2 separate regions of the Mus musculus genome follow, and region 1 is linked to region 2. A link is a contact called in public HiChIP or PLAC-seq data. All regions are on one chromosome and are shown on one strand. Each heading gives the region's core, a stretch centred on a gene start, on an enhancer-like site or on the middle of the called end of the contact. The rest is flanking DNA. Distances are from core to core; before and after follow the strand shown.

Evidence for each region. HiChIP or PLAC-seq counts read pairs in DNA pulled down with a chosen protein or histone mark.
Region 1: a contact with region 2 is called in a CTCF HiChIP or PLAC-seq map of the NIH/3T3 cell line, with 7 read pairs. The contact joins two enhancer-like sites. A contact is called at or near these places in 1 of 15 datasets of contacts at CTCF or cohesin (the NIH/3T3 cell line), 1 of 115 datasets of contacts at active chromatin or transcription factors (pancreatic cancer cells) and 1 of 9 other capture datasets (adipose tissue).

Annotation. Positions count from the first base shown.
Region 1 is chr1:153,288,265-153,294,478 of GRCm38.p6, reverse strand. The region is part of intron 1 of Lamc1 (laminin, gamma 1); the gene reads left to right. Among named protein-coding and RNA genes, the nearest start is that of Lamc1, 41 kb to the left of the region's middle. Within about 2 kb of position 2,033, at least 86 of the 459 cell types and tissues checked have an H3K27ac peak or open chromatin away from gene starts, as enhancers often do. A contact at or near this core is called in the NIH/3T3 cell line and pancreatic cancer cells, where this site is marked.
Region 2 is chr1:153,047,691-153,053,617 of GRCm38.p6, reverse strand. The region is part of intron 1 of Nmnat2 (nicotinamide nucleotide adenylyltransferase 2); the gene reads right to left. Among named protein-coding and RNA genes, the nearest start is that of Nmnat2, 96 kb to the right of the region's middle. Within about 2 kb of position 3,602, at least 37 of the 459 cell types and tissues checked have an H3K27ac peak or open chromatin away from gene starts, as enhancers often do. A contact at or near this core is called in the NIH/3T3 cell line and pancreatic cancer cells, where this site is marked.

The DNA of each region.
Region 1 (6,214 bases), core at 784-3,283, 240 kb before region 2:
TGGAGACTGGACTCTTCTAAAGCGTTGGACATCCTAACCCAGCCAGGATGTTGTGGGAAAGCCACTCATCCCACAGATATTGATAGGTTTCAGTCACAGGTTTGAGGCTTTGAAATATCCTAAAATTAACTTTGGTTCAATGTCTGTGGGAGCCCAGCGCTCCAAGGATGGTCTTGAAAGGCTGAGGATTTGGAGCTGGGCGATTCGCCTTCAAATGTCATCTCTGCAGCTTGGCGGCATCAGGTTTTGAGTCTTTGTTTCCACATTCATGAGCTGTTATCAGGCTACTCTGGTAATTAAATGAGAGAATGTTTTTACAACTCTGGAATACAGTGGCAGTCACCATAGTGATTGTAATCTCATTTTTATATCATGTTTCAGTTTTTAACTTCCTTTCTGTCCTTTATGTTGTGAGAGCTATTGAAGACTCTTGGTATTGTTTATGGGGGAAATGGAATAAAAACCTAGTATTTAATTTAACATTTTGTTTAGAGAATACTTGGAAAATTAAAGAATGCATGTCATATGTGACTTTATATGTTCTATAGAACATTATCACCTGGAGGGCCCATGAAGGGTGGTGTAGACTGTCAGCCACACAGCTTAGGACATGAAGGGTGGTGTAGACTGTCAGCCACACAGCTTAGGACAGAAAGGCTGGATTACTGTGCTTTAGTCATTGATGTGTGCGTCTCTGAAGTCAGGGGTCATGCTTACATACATTTAAGAGCGTACGCTTTGTTTCTTGTTTTGATGTTTGTGTTTGCATTTTGAATGTTTAGTGGTGACTGGCTCTGATATTTTGCCTAGAAATCGAAAAAAAAAATCTTTGATTTGAAAGATTTTAAAATTCTGTTGGGTTTATTTTTTATATGGATGGTGTATTTTATTTCTGATTTTTGATGAAATATATCATCTTGGCGGAGGTGTTGGTGGAGAGCTGTGCCAGCAGTTAAGAGCACTGGTATTTCCTCCAGAGGAACCTGGTTCCATTCCTGGGACCCACGGCCCTCTCTTTGTCCTTGACAGACACTGCAGACAGGAGGCACACGCAGGCAAAACACTCATACACTCCAAAAAACAATTGTCTTTTGAGATAGGGTCTCCTCAGATTGCCTGTAGCTGCGGCTGGTTTCGAATGCTGATCCTCTGGCCTCCATCTTCTAGGTAGACCATAGGCTTGTGCCACCGTGTCTGGTTACTGGAACACATTGAAGCATTGATTGTAATGAAGAATTTGCCTCCTGAAGTTGGCCCCACTGCTGTAGGAAGCATGCCATGCACTCGCTGCTGTGGTTTTCTGAGAAGCTGCTGCTTGCATGTTAGTATCAGGCTTAAGTCTCGGTGCATCATTATAAGGAGGGCCTTGGAAAGTCACATGGGCATTGCTGTGATTGACTGCTTTATGGCTGTTGCCATAGTGAGAGATAAAAGTCCCTGCAAGTGGGGTCATTGCATCTCTGTCTTCCCTACATGGCGGGAGATGGGATGAGAGTTTATTTAGGAACTTGCTGATACAGAATACTTGATAATAAGTACCACGTGGAAAATGGAATCTCCTTTTAGAAAGAGCTTTGCCCAAGGTGATGCTACATTGACGTGTGTGTGTGTGTGTGTGTGTGTGTGTGTGTGTGTGTGTGTGTGTGTTTTCTGTAAGGACAAAAGTGACTCTTAATATCATTGTCCCAGTCTCAGCTTTTTAAGAGCAAGCTAATTATTTTCAGGTCAGTGGAAGCAGTGCCTGGGATATTACAGTCAGAGGGGAACGGTGCTCATATATGATGTACAGGCAAAGTAAAGTAGATACATACATTGAGGTGGACATGGAGAAAATGGACCAGAAAGGTGGAGAAGGCAGAACTCAGCAGCTTGTTTGCGAGGGTTGATGGCTTAAGATACTCACTCCTAAGAAGATCTAACTGTCCCTTGTCCTCACAGCCACTCTGAAGTAGAAACTATTAAGTTAGGCATGTCTACAGGTCAGCAGCCCACATTCTTGACAGTGAATGTGTTTCAGAGTCATGATTTCAGAGTTTTCTCCTCCCTCCTCCTGCACAGTGCTGGGACAAGGCGCACCATAATCGAGCGCATGACTAATTCTGCCGTGAGGTGCAGAAAATCCCATACTTTTGTGGGATGACTATAAATAGCCTCGTGTCAACTCAGGTCAGGGTTTGCTGCAGATGAGTTCTCTCCTGCCCAAGGCCTTCGCTGCTAACTTAAAACCATTAGACAAAAAAAAAAACAAAAAAAAACAAAAACAAACTTACCTGACATACAGGGCTTTTAATTTCAGACTTGGGGATAAGGGTTACAGACTAGCATTTCTATTTTTACAGTTAAGGTAGATGCATAGAATGGTAATTTCTCCAGTTTTCTGAGTCTTAAAAACTCTTTTTAGTTTTGTTTTTACTGATGCGCTTGTGATAGGTCTAAGCCCTGGAATGCTGGTGCCTGGGGTCCACTGGTGTCACTGTGGACCTGGAAGTACAGGCAGCCGTGAGTCCCCTAACCTTGGTTGTGGAAACTCAGCTCCTAGGCAATGGCAGGATGTGCTCTTAACCACTAAGCTAGTCCTCAGTCCTTCGCTTCCCCAGTTTTACTTGAGCCTGTAGAAGTAAACTGTGTGTCACCTCTTGCTCTTCTGTGAGGTGGGATCTGGCGTTTCTAGAATAAGAAGGGATACCTACAAATGGCAATAGAAATTTCCCTTACCTTCTGTGGTTAGCTCAAGGTCTGATTTATTAACCCCTCCCCCCCCCCAGGTGCTTTGAATTAAATGTATGACCTTGTGTATCCCCAGCTTTCACCTTCCAGTTTCCCACCTAAACCCATTCATTATTAGTGTAGTGTGAACTGTCAGCAGTATGAACGAAATCCGATCTGTGCTTACTGTTTTTACAACACTTCCTGTTATTATCGCGATACCACACACTTCCAAATGTTCTCTGACACTTACATACAGTTTCAGCCCACAAGAGCATTTTATTAGTATTATTTTTAATACTAATATACTAATTTATACTTTTAGTGCTTTTAATACTAATTAGTCTAATTAGTACTAATTATAAATATTAGTGTTATTTTTCCCCTGCTAGTGATTTCTTAATTTTGTCTTTGTTACAAAAAGCAAAAGTAGTTTGAGATCAAGCCAGAACCAGATTTACTGGTTTATAATAAATAAACAACACTGTACATTTTATCCCTGTTCTTCAGGGTTCCGAGCATAGCCGTTACCGTTTTCCTTGGGCATTAACTGGAATATATTTAACTATGACTACAGTTTGTTTGAGGAAGCGGATTGAGAAAACGCAGGAAAGGCTCATGGTGCCTGGCTAGAGATGCTGAGAGTCTTACAGCCCAGCTGCCTGGGTTCAAGTCACATTTCTCTGTTCTCTATGTACCGGAGGGTGATGCACTGTGCTTACAAATGTCGACATCCCTCACCAATTGGCAGTTTAACTTTGAACATGTAAATGATCATTGTAAGCCCACTTTTGAAAGACTGAGTATAGGGGAGAGTATAGGTTTAAGCAGGTGGTGCAAGCCTACCTTTAATCCCAGTACTCAGAGCTCTGTGAAGAGCCTGGTCTACAGAGCAAGTTCCAAGATAGCCAAGAGAAACTCTGCCCCCAAAAAACAAAAACAAAACCAAATCAACCCAAAATTCAGCTGGTTGTAGGGACTCATGTCTTTAATCAGAGTAGAGGCAGGCAGCGCTGTTTGAGTTCAAGGCTAACCTAAGGTGAATTCGGGGTAGCCAGGGTTATATAGAGAGAACCTACATCAACCCCTTCCTCCTAAATTTAAATCAAAGCTGAACATTGTCTGGTCCATACACTTTATTTTATTGGTCTACATATTTTAAAATTTAATAACATTTTCATATTACAAACTATACTGTTTCAAGGTTTCATGTTGTGTCAGTTTCTGAAGAACTCTGGTCATGATTGGTTTTTTTGTTTGTTTGTTTTGTTTTTGTGTTTTGGGTTTTGTTTGTTTGTTTGTTTGTTTGTTTGTTTTGAGACAGCATTTCTCTGTGTAAGCAGACCTGGCTGTCCTGGAACTCACTGTAGACCAGGCTGGTCTTGAACTCACAGAGAGATCCACTTGCCCCCACCCCCAAGTGCTAGGATTACAGGCATGTGCCACCACCATCAGCTAGGACGCTGTTTGTTTTTTGTAAACTGTCCATATAAGCATTTTAACTTGTATTTTTTGCACAGAAAAGCCTAGTGGAAAACACTAAGTTCTGGGTACTGGGGATGGAACTCGATTGGTAGAGTGCTTGTTTCCTGGGCACCAAGCCCTCGGATTCAATCCCTAGAATCACATAAACTGGTGTCCCAAGTCACTTTTCTATATGTGATAAAACGCTATGACCAAGGCAACTTACAAAAGAAAGCTGGATAATTGTGCTTATGGTTTCAGAAGGCGGGGAAAGTGCGTGGATGTGGAGTAAAGGAATGGCAGCCAGAACAGGCGAGAGCTCAGGTCTCCACTGTAAGCAGGAGGCAGAGAGCACACTGGGAAAGTCTTCTGAAACCCTGGCTTGGCCCCTAGTGACATACTCCCTCCTGTAAAGCTATGCCTCCCAGTCCTTCCCAAACAGTTCTACCAACTGAGAACCAAGTATTCAAACAAATGAGCCTGTGGGGCCTGTTCCCATTCAAACCACCACAACTGGCTATGGTGGTGTATGCTCGTAAACTTTGTATTTGATGATGGAGGCAGAAGGGTCAGAAGTTCAAGGCTGTCTTTCTTTCGGAGTTTGAGGTCAGCCTAGGATAGATAGGATTCTTATAACAACAACAACAACAACCCCAAGTCCAAGAATTTTATTATTTGTCGTGCTAATGCATGTTGGAAGCAAGAACAAGGTAAGGAAATATAAATTTACCTTAATGTCCTACTATTTTGTGTGATGAGAGATTCAGCAAAAGTGAATTTTATTTACTTAGTATTTTATTTTACTTAGTGTTACCATTTGGAGGCTAACTTTCTTTGTTGTTTCAAGGAGATTTGGGATGGGGGTGGAAGGGGAAAGAGAGAGAGAGAGAGAATATGAGAATATGAGAATGTGCATGTGTAGTTAATGGGTGCCCACTGCTGAAGATGAAGAGTGCTTCCTTTTAAAGGTGAGTGTTTGTAGTCCAACTGGATTGCTGTGAAAGCCAGGGAAATGCAGATAGTCACCCAGTTCAGAACCCAGGCAGCTAATCCACTAAGTCTCGGTTGCCGATCAGTAGCAGACATTGTGAGTTTGAGAGGAGAGCCCTTGCCAGTACCGTGGTCCAGAGAAGGTCTCTTTGCCAATCTTGGTCTAATTCCTGCAGATCCTGACTTTGTTTTCCGAAGACATTTCTAGGTGCCATCATAGTGGTCATAGAAGTTGAAGTAAAATGAGGTAGGAAAGTTGTTGAGTTAGACCTCGTGGACCAAGGTCCTGATCCCAGGAGAGAATGGCCCATTTGAGTAAGCCGGAGCAGTTTGGGATACCCATGCCCCGCACATGGAAGAAGCTTCGTTAAGTTCATAAGTCATCAAGAGTGATTCAGTGAGTGGGCAGGTGAATGAATATTCTGGATTATAGCGTTAAGGACGACACTTGGCCAGTGTTTATACCCTTGTTACAGAGTGTGTCTACCCTTCCCTGAGTCCTTTGGAGAACTGAAGTATTCTGAGTAAGGGGAGGAAATGATCGGGCTTTTGTTTCTAGTTGAAGGTAGAGTAGTAATCAGGGAGCACTTACTCACCGGAAGCGGTGAGGGGAAAGGAGCCTTGTTTTTAAAGATTTATTTTATGTATATGGCTACACTGTAGCTGTCTTCAGACACATCAGAAGAGGTCATCAGATCCCGTTACAAACGGTTGTGAGCCACCATGTGGTTGCTGGGAATTGAACTCAGGACCTCTGGAAGAGCGTGCTCTTGAGTCCGTCCACTGAGCCATCTCTCCAGCCCAGAGCTATTTTTTCAACCAGTAATTTGACGTTGTTCATAATGTAACGTTTTATAAACTATAAAGGTTGAAGGATTTTTTTTTCCTGCTTGAATTCTGTGGGGTTTTTCTCAAAGTCTTCAGTGGGAGTTTTCAGTACCTCTGTCATGGCATCTGTGGCAGATCCATTAGTATGTAAAGAATTGTAGGACAGGTGGAAGAGTTACTGAGCAGTGGGCGGGGTGAGCTGAAAGAGAAGAATCCTACAGAAGCG
Region 2 (5,927 bases), core at 2,353-4,852:
TAGTCTATCCCACTCCTCCCCCTACTACACCTTAGTTAGCTAGTTAGTTAGCTAGCTAGCTAGTTAGTTAGTCAGTTAGTTAGTTAGTTTGCATGCGGAGTGGGGGCACTCCTGCACATCACTGCGTTGGAGGAATTCCTTGTGGAAATTGTTTCTCAGCTTCCACCTGGTGTGTCTTAGGGATGGAATTCGGGGGCACCAAGCTTGGCTGCAAGGGCCCTCACCCCCTGGAGCTATCTAGTCAGCCCAAATTGATCTCATCAAATTGACTTTACTGTTTTTTTTTTTTTTTTCTCCCCTAGCTTCATGTTATACTATTTGGTAGAGAGATACTTTATATATATATAAAGTATATATATGGGCTCCTCGTGGAGATGATGTCAGGAGTGGCTTTCTCAAGGGTCATTATGAGGACAAATGAGCTGTGTCTGACAGGGTGCTCAGTACCAGGTTGTTTGTTTGTTTGTTTTGTGGCACGGTTTCATATATATATATGTATATTGCACTGTACATTTCCTGAGGAAAAAGACACATTCCTAACAGTTTATCTAATCCTGTTTCTCCCTAAAAAAGGGGCCAACATTTGACAAGTGGCTTAAAATCTGGGCCAACAGAATGAGATTCCACCAAGGTTCTCCCAAAATAACTGGGTTCAAATCTTGACTCTATTGCCTGCCTTCTAGCGATGTGATGCTGGGCTCCTCGTGGAGATGATGTCAGGAGTGGCTTTCTCAAGGGTCATTATAAGGACAAATGAGCTGTGTCTGACAGGGTGCTCAGTACCAGGTTGTTTGTTTGTTTGTTTTGTGGCACGGTCTCATTGGCCAAGGCTGGTCTCAAACCTGCTGATGGCCCCAAGTTCCTGGTACTTGCCTTTCCCTTTCCGGGTGCTGGGATTACAGGCAGGTGTGGGCCACCGCACCTGGCTTCCGGGTTCGTTTCAGTGTAACCATTTGGGCTTATTCATTTTCCACATTCCTCCAACCAGTGTTCTTTCCGATGAGGCCGGGTCTGCTTTCAATGTCAGTTTTGTCTCCCTCACTTCTTCCCACCTCCAGCTTCCACGGCCTCCTGTTCCCCTAGCACAGGCATCCTGTCTTCTGGGAAGTTATGAACCGTGGGGTGGGGAAGGATACACTGTAAAGTGTGAAGATGCAGTAACGCAGAGTGCTTTGAAGCTCAAGGCCACAGAGCTTCCCGCATGCATGCCTCACATCCCACAGTTCCGAGGTGGAACTGGAGTCACCCCTCCCAACACCCCCCTCGAAGAGAACGGTAAGCTTGCCTTCCAGGATTTTGTGCCAACCGGTTAAACTCTCTTCCCCGGCGTGAGTGGGTGTTTGATTTGTAAGGAACAAGAAAACATACGTTTAATAGCAACTTGTCAATATTCCTGGCACGGGAGTGTTGAGATATTTTCTCTTTTAAAACATTTCTTTCTTGACAAAGAGGCGTCTTTGAATCTGCCATCAATGGCAGGCAATAATTAATCACTAATTATTACTACTGGGGCCCCTCAGGGAAAGGCTGGCATAAAGGACTGGAAGCACGAACTCTGAGGTCAAGAGCCCAGCTCTGACCGGTTTTTGTCTCTAAGGACCCCACTAAGTGTGTAGCTATGGGAGCAGCTTGCTTTTTTTTTTTTTTTAAGACAGGGTTTCTCTGTGTAGCCCTGGCTGTCCTGGAACTCACTCTGTAGACCAGGCTGGCCTCGAACTCAGAAATCCGCCTACCTCTGCCTCCCAAGTGCTGGGATTAATGGTGTGCACCACCACTGCCCAGCTGGGAGCAGCTTTTGATGTGTAACAGCTTCATGCCACACACTTGGGAAGCAGGCTCAGCTAACAGTAGTCATAGCTGGAAGTACCAGGCAATCTCCCACGTGGATCCTACTGCCCAGTTTCCAAGCCAGCCACTCACCCTCTTACGTGTTTGCAAACCTGTCACAAGTCCTTGGCAAGCTCCAACTATGCCATATTTGGAGGGCTTGGCGCATTTGAGCTTTCTCCTCTCACCTCTGACCCTGTCTCCCATAGACATGTGCCTTTATTCGCTAGTTTCTTCTGCTTGAACTATACTTCACCACCGTGGCAATACCCACTAGCCATTTGAAATCCACTCACTACACCATCTTCCCTGACCTTGAGGAGTGGACTCCTGTCCTTCTGCATCTCTGCATGTACCAACAGGCTAGGCTTGACTACATGTTCCCACAAGGGAAACAGCACGGTTTACTGTGTATCTTCAGTCCCTGATCAGAGTCTGGACCTATTCAATACTCAGCTAGGCTTGACAGGGTAAAACTGAAGGACAAGGGGGTAGAAGATAGGGCACAGGTAGCACAGGGGTGGACCTGTGTCAGCCCTTCTTTTTAGGTAATTGTTTGTAGTTACAATGTATGTATGTATTAATGTGCTGAGCTATATAGGACATGTGTATGCAAAAGTATAGGCACCTTAAAACCTGAATTCCCAGGATAAATGTGAACTTTTCTCTTATAACTGCAGTTGCTCGTAGGGAAGGGTAGAACATGGTGTATGTGCTGTTTTTTAGGAATTTAAATTCCCGCCAGGCAGTGGTGGCGCATGCCTTTAATCCCAGCACTTGGGAGGCAGAGGCAGGTGGATTTCTGAGTTCGAGGCCAGCCTGGTCTACAGAGTGAGTTCCAGGACAGCCAGGGCTACACAGAGAAACCCTGTCTCGAAAAACCAAAAAAAAAACAAAAAAAAAAAAACAAGACAGATGAGTTCAACGCCAACCTGGGTTACACAGTGTAAAGCCCTGTCTTAAAACAACCACCAAGAGCTTAACCTGACACTCAAGTATTTCAACCAATTATACATCTTCTCGTATGTGGATCATTTTTACCTCTTTTTACCCCTTTTTACAGTTTTGCATTTTATCCCTGCAAAATTATGCTGCTGACCATTCCGGAACAATGAAAGCCCAGTCGCCGGGCTGTCCAGGACACTGGTGGTGAGCGCAGCACACAGAACCGGCTCCCAGTTGTTTCAACAAGATGGAAAAAACAAGCACAAAATACATCGCGGGGCAAAAAGCATCTGCACACTCTGAACACTCAGACTCATTTCCCGAGTGGAGTGTTGAGTAACATGCTCAGCAGTTAGTTCTAAGTCTCTCACCCGGTGCCCATCCAGAGAACACATGGATATTTAATTCAATCCAGTTAAAAGTATTGCATCCAAAACATTCTTAAGATATCACAGTAGCCCAGGAATTGAGCAAACCACTCAGGGGATTCAGGGTTCATCTTCCTAACAGCTACTGAAATGCTTTGCCACCCTAGGGATAGGGTGGGCTTGCTTCCTCTCCTTGGGACGCTTCTGATGTGCATGTAGCAGCGGTAGTGACATCACTGGACTCCCCTCCAACTCCACAGGTTCGGGTTCCCAGGAGCTTTCTTTCCTGGAATCTGGTATTCATTTTGGCAGAGGTCACAGGAGTCATGTGAACGATGAAGAGGGCGTGGGTGGCAAGCCAAGTGTCTGTGTCACTGGGGGGGGGGGGCATTACTGTGGCTGCGACTCCCTACTGAGATCAGTGGTTGCTCTGTGTGTTGTGAGCAAGAGGAGAGGGTTGGCCTCTTCCTCCACTCTAGACCTCTCAGCTTGAAAAGGGAGCAGATTCACCCCACATACCACACATAGGCATGTGTGTCTGCATGCATGCCTGCTCTCCTTCCCCGTCCCCTCACAATCTCTTTCCTGTCTATGGAGATCAGATCATAGGCTGAGCTGAACAACACCCCCAGGTTGCTTCCAAAGGCTGATGCAGCACCAGGCATCCCCCAGGCCTCAGAGCTGGCCAGGCATGGGTGTGTGAAAGACTGTCCAGGGGTGTGGGGTACTGCCAGTTTTCTGAAGGGCAGGAACTGCACCTCCTCCAGTTTATTGCCTTATGCACCCCAAACAAAGCCCACCCCCAAGCCCTTATCAGGACATTTCAGATAGGTTTGACACTAAGCAAACACTGATTAAACCAAGCAATTTCTCACACATCCTTCAAGATCTGCTGGAAATCCAAAGTAGCCAATTCTCTTGGAACTCAGATTTGGCACGTGTGCAGTGCCCGTCTCTGTGCCCCAGCCTTTAATTCCTGCTGAGTAGGAGCCCAACAGTAACCACAAGTAGACTTGTATGCTAAGTCTTCCCTGAAAAACACATACTTTTTTTTTTTTTTTTTTTTTTTTTTTTTGGCCTCAAACTTGCTATGTAGCTTAGCTCCTAATCTTCTTGCTTCCAAGTACTGGGGATTATAGACATAGACCATCATACCCAGCTTTGTGCAAGCCTTGGGAAGTGAAGAAACCGAGGAAAGTTGACTCTGTTTTCCTCTTTCTTTATTAAAAGATAAGAGAAGGCTCAGAGACAAGAGACTGCAGTGGCTAGAGAAAGAACCAGGAGGATACCTGGAGCTCGTTCCAGGTTCAGTGAGAGACCTCATCTTTAAAAAAAAAAAAAAAGAAAAGAAAAAAGAAATATATATCTTTATATATTTACCTATATTTATATAAATATTTATATAAATTTAAACAAACAATTATGTATTTATATAAATTTATGCATTGATATGTTTATATAAATTTATGTATATATTTTATATGTTTAAATTATATATAAATATATATTTATTTACACATACACATATATATTCATACACATACACACATGAAATCCACTGAGAAGACACCAGATCTCAGGCACTTGCATATACACATATCTGTACATACACACACACACACACACACACACACACACACACACACCCCTATACATATACATGTACGGCTCATGCCATCATTCACTGGAACCGGACTAATAACAACAAGAATTTAATGTGCCAGCCATTGTTCCCTGGGCCTTAAGGTAACTAGTGGTTCTGTGGCCTAGCTATCTAGCCCCTCTGGGCGTCCAGCCTGACACTCTCTCTTGTTGGCAGACCTCAGTCATGTCTGAAGGAGAAACACCCAGGTTAGAGGAGAGACTTGGCCTCTGTGGGTGGGAGTGGAGACCAGGGCCGCAGAGGCAAGGCTCACAAGAAAGGACTCCATTTGAGTCGTCTGCCGAGAGTTAGGTCAGCTCTGGGAAACTCGTTCCCAGGCAGTTTTTGAAAAACCAAAAGAGGTCATTTTGTTCTCCCTGAGAAAGGAAATCCCCTAAAGAGAGCAGTGGGCGGAATTTCTGAGGGCACGGAGTCTCTGGAAGCCAAAGGCGGGGTCAGGGAGGCCAAGGCAGTGGGATCATTACACAACCCCCTCTCCTTGGGAAAAGCCCAGCATCCTTCCTGCCTGGAGTGAGCCGGAGGCCACGGGCTCCATCTGCTGTGCCCTGGTGAGACACACACCAAAGAAACCCAGTTACTGGCCTCCATCTATTCTTTCCCTTGATAGACGCCCAGCAGAGGGTGTGGTGTCTCAGACAACAAAAACAAACAGAAGATCGTATCTGTACGTCTGTGTGGGGCCGGGGTGAGTGTTGTGTATGTAAGTGCAGGTACCCATTGTGCTGTGCAGTTTTATGATAGCTTGACACAGCGAGATATCTGAAAGGAGGGAAACCTCAACTGAGAAAATGCCTCTATAGGATCCGGCTGTAGGGCATTCTCTTGATTAGTGATCGATGGAGGCAGACCCAGCCAGTTGGGTGTGGGGCAATCCCTGGGCTGGTGGTCCTGGGTTCGATAAGCCAGCAGGCTGAGCAAGTCATGGGGAGCAAGCCACTAAGCAGCACCCCTCAATGGCCGCTGCATCAGTTCCTGCCTTGATTGAGTTCCTGTCCTGATTTCCTTCAATGACAAACAGTGATATGAAAGTGTAAGCGAAATAAACCCTTTCCTCCTCAACTTGGATTTTGGTCATGGTGTATTCAGCACAGCAATAGAAACCTTAATAAGACACCACAGTGGCC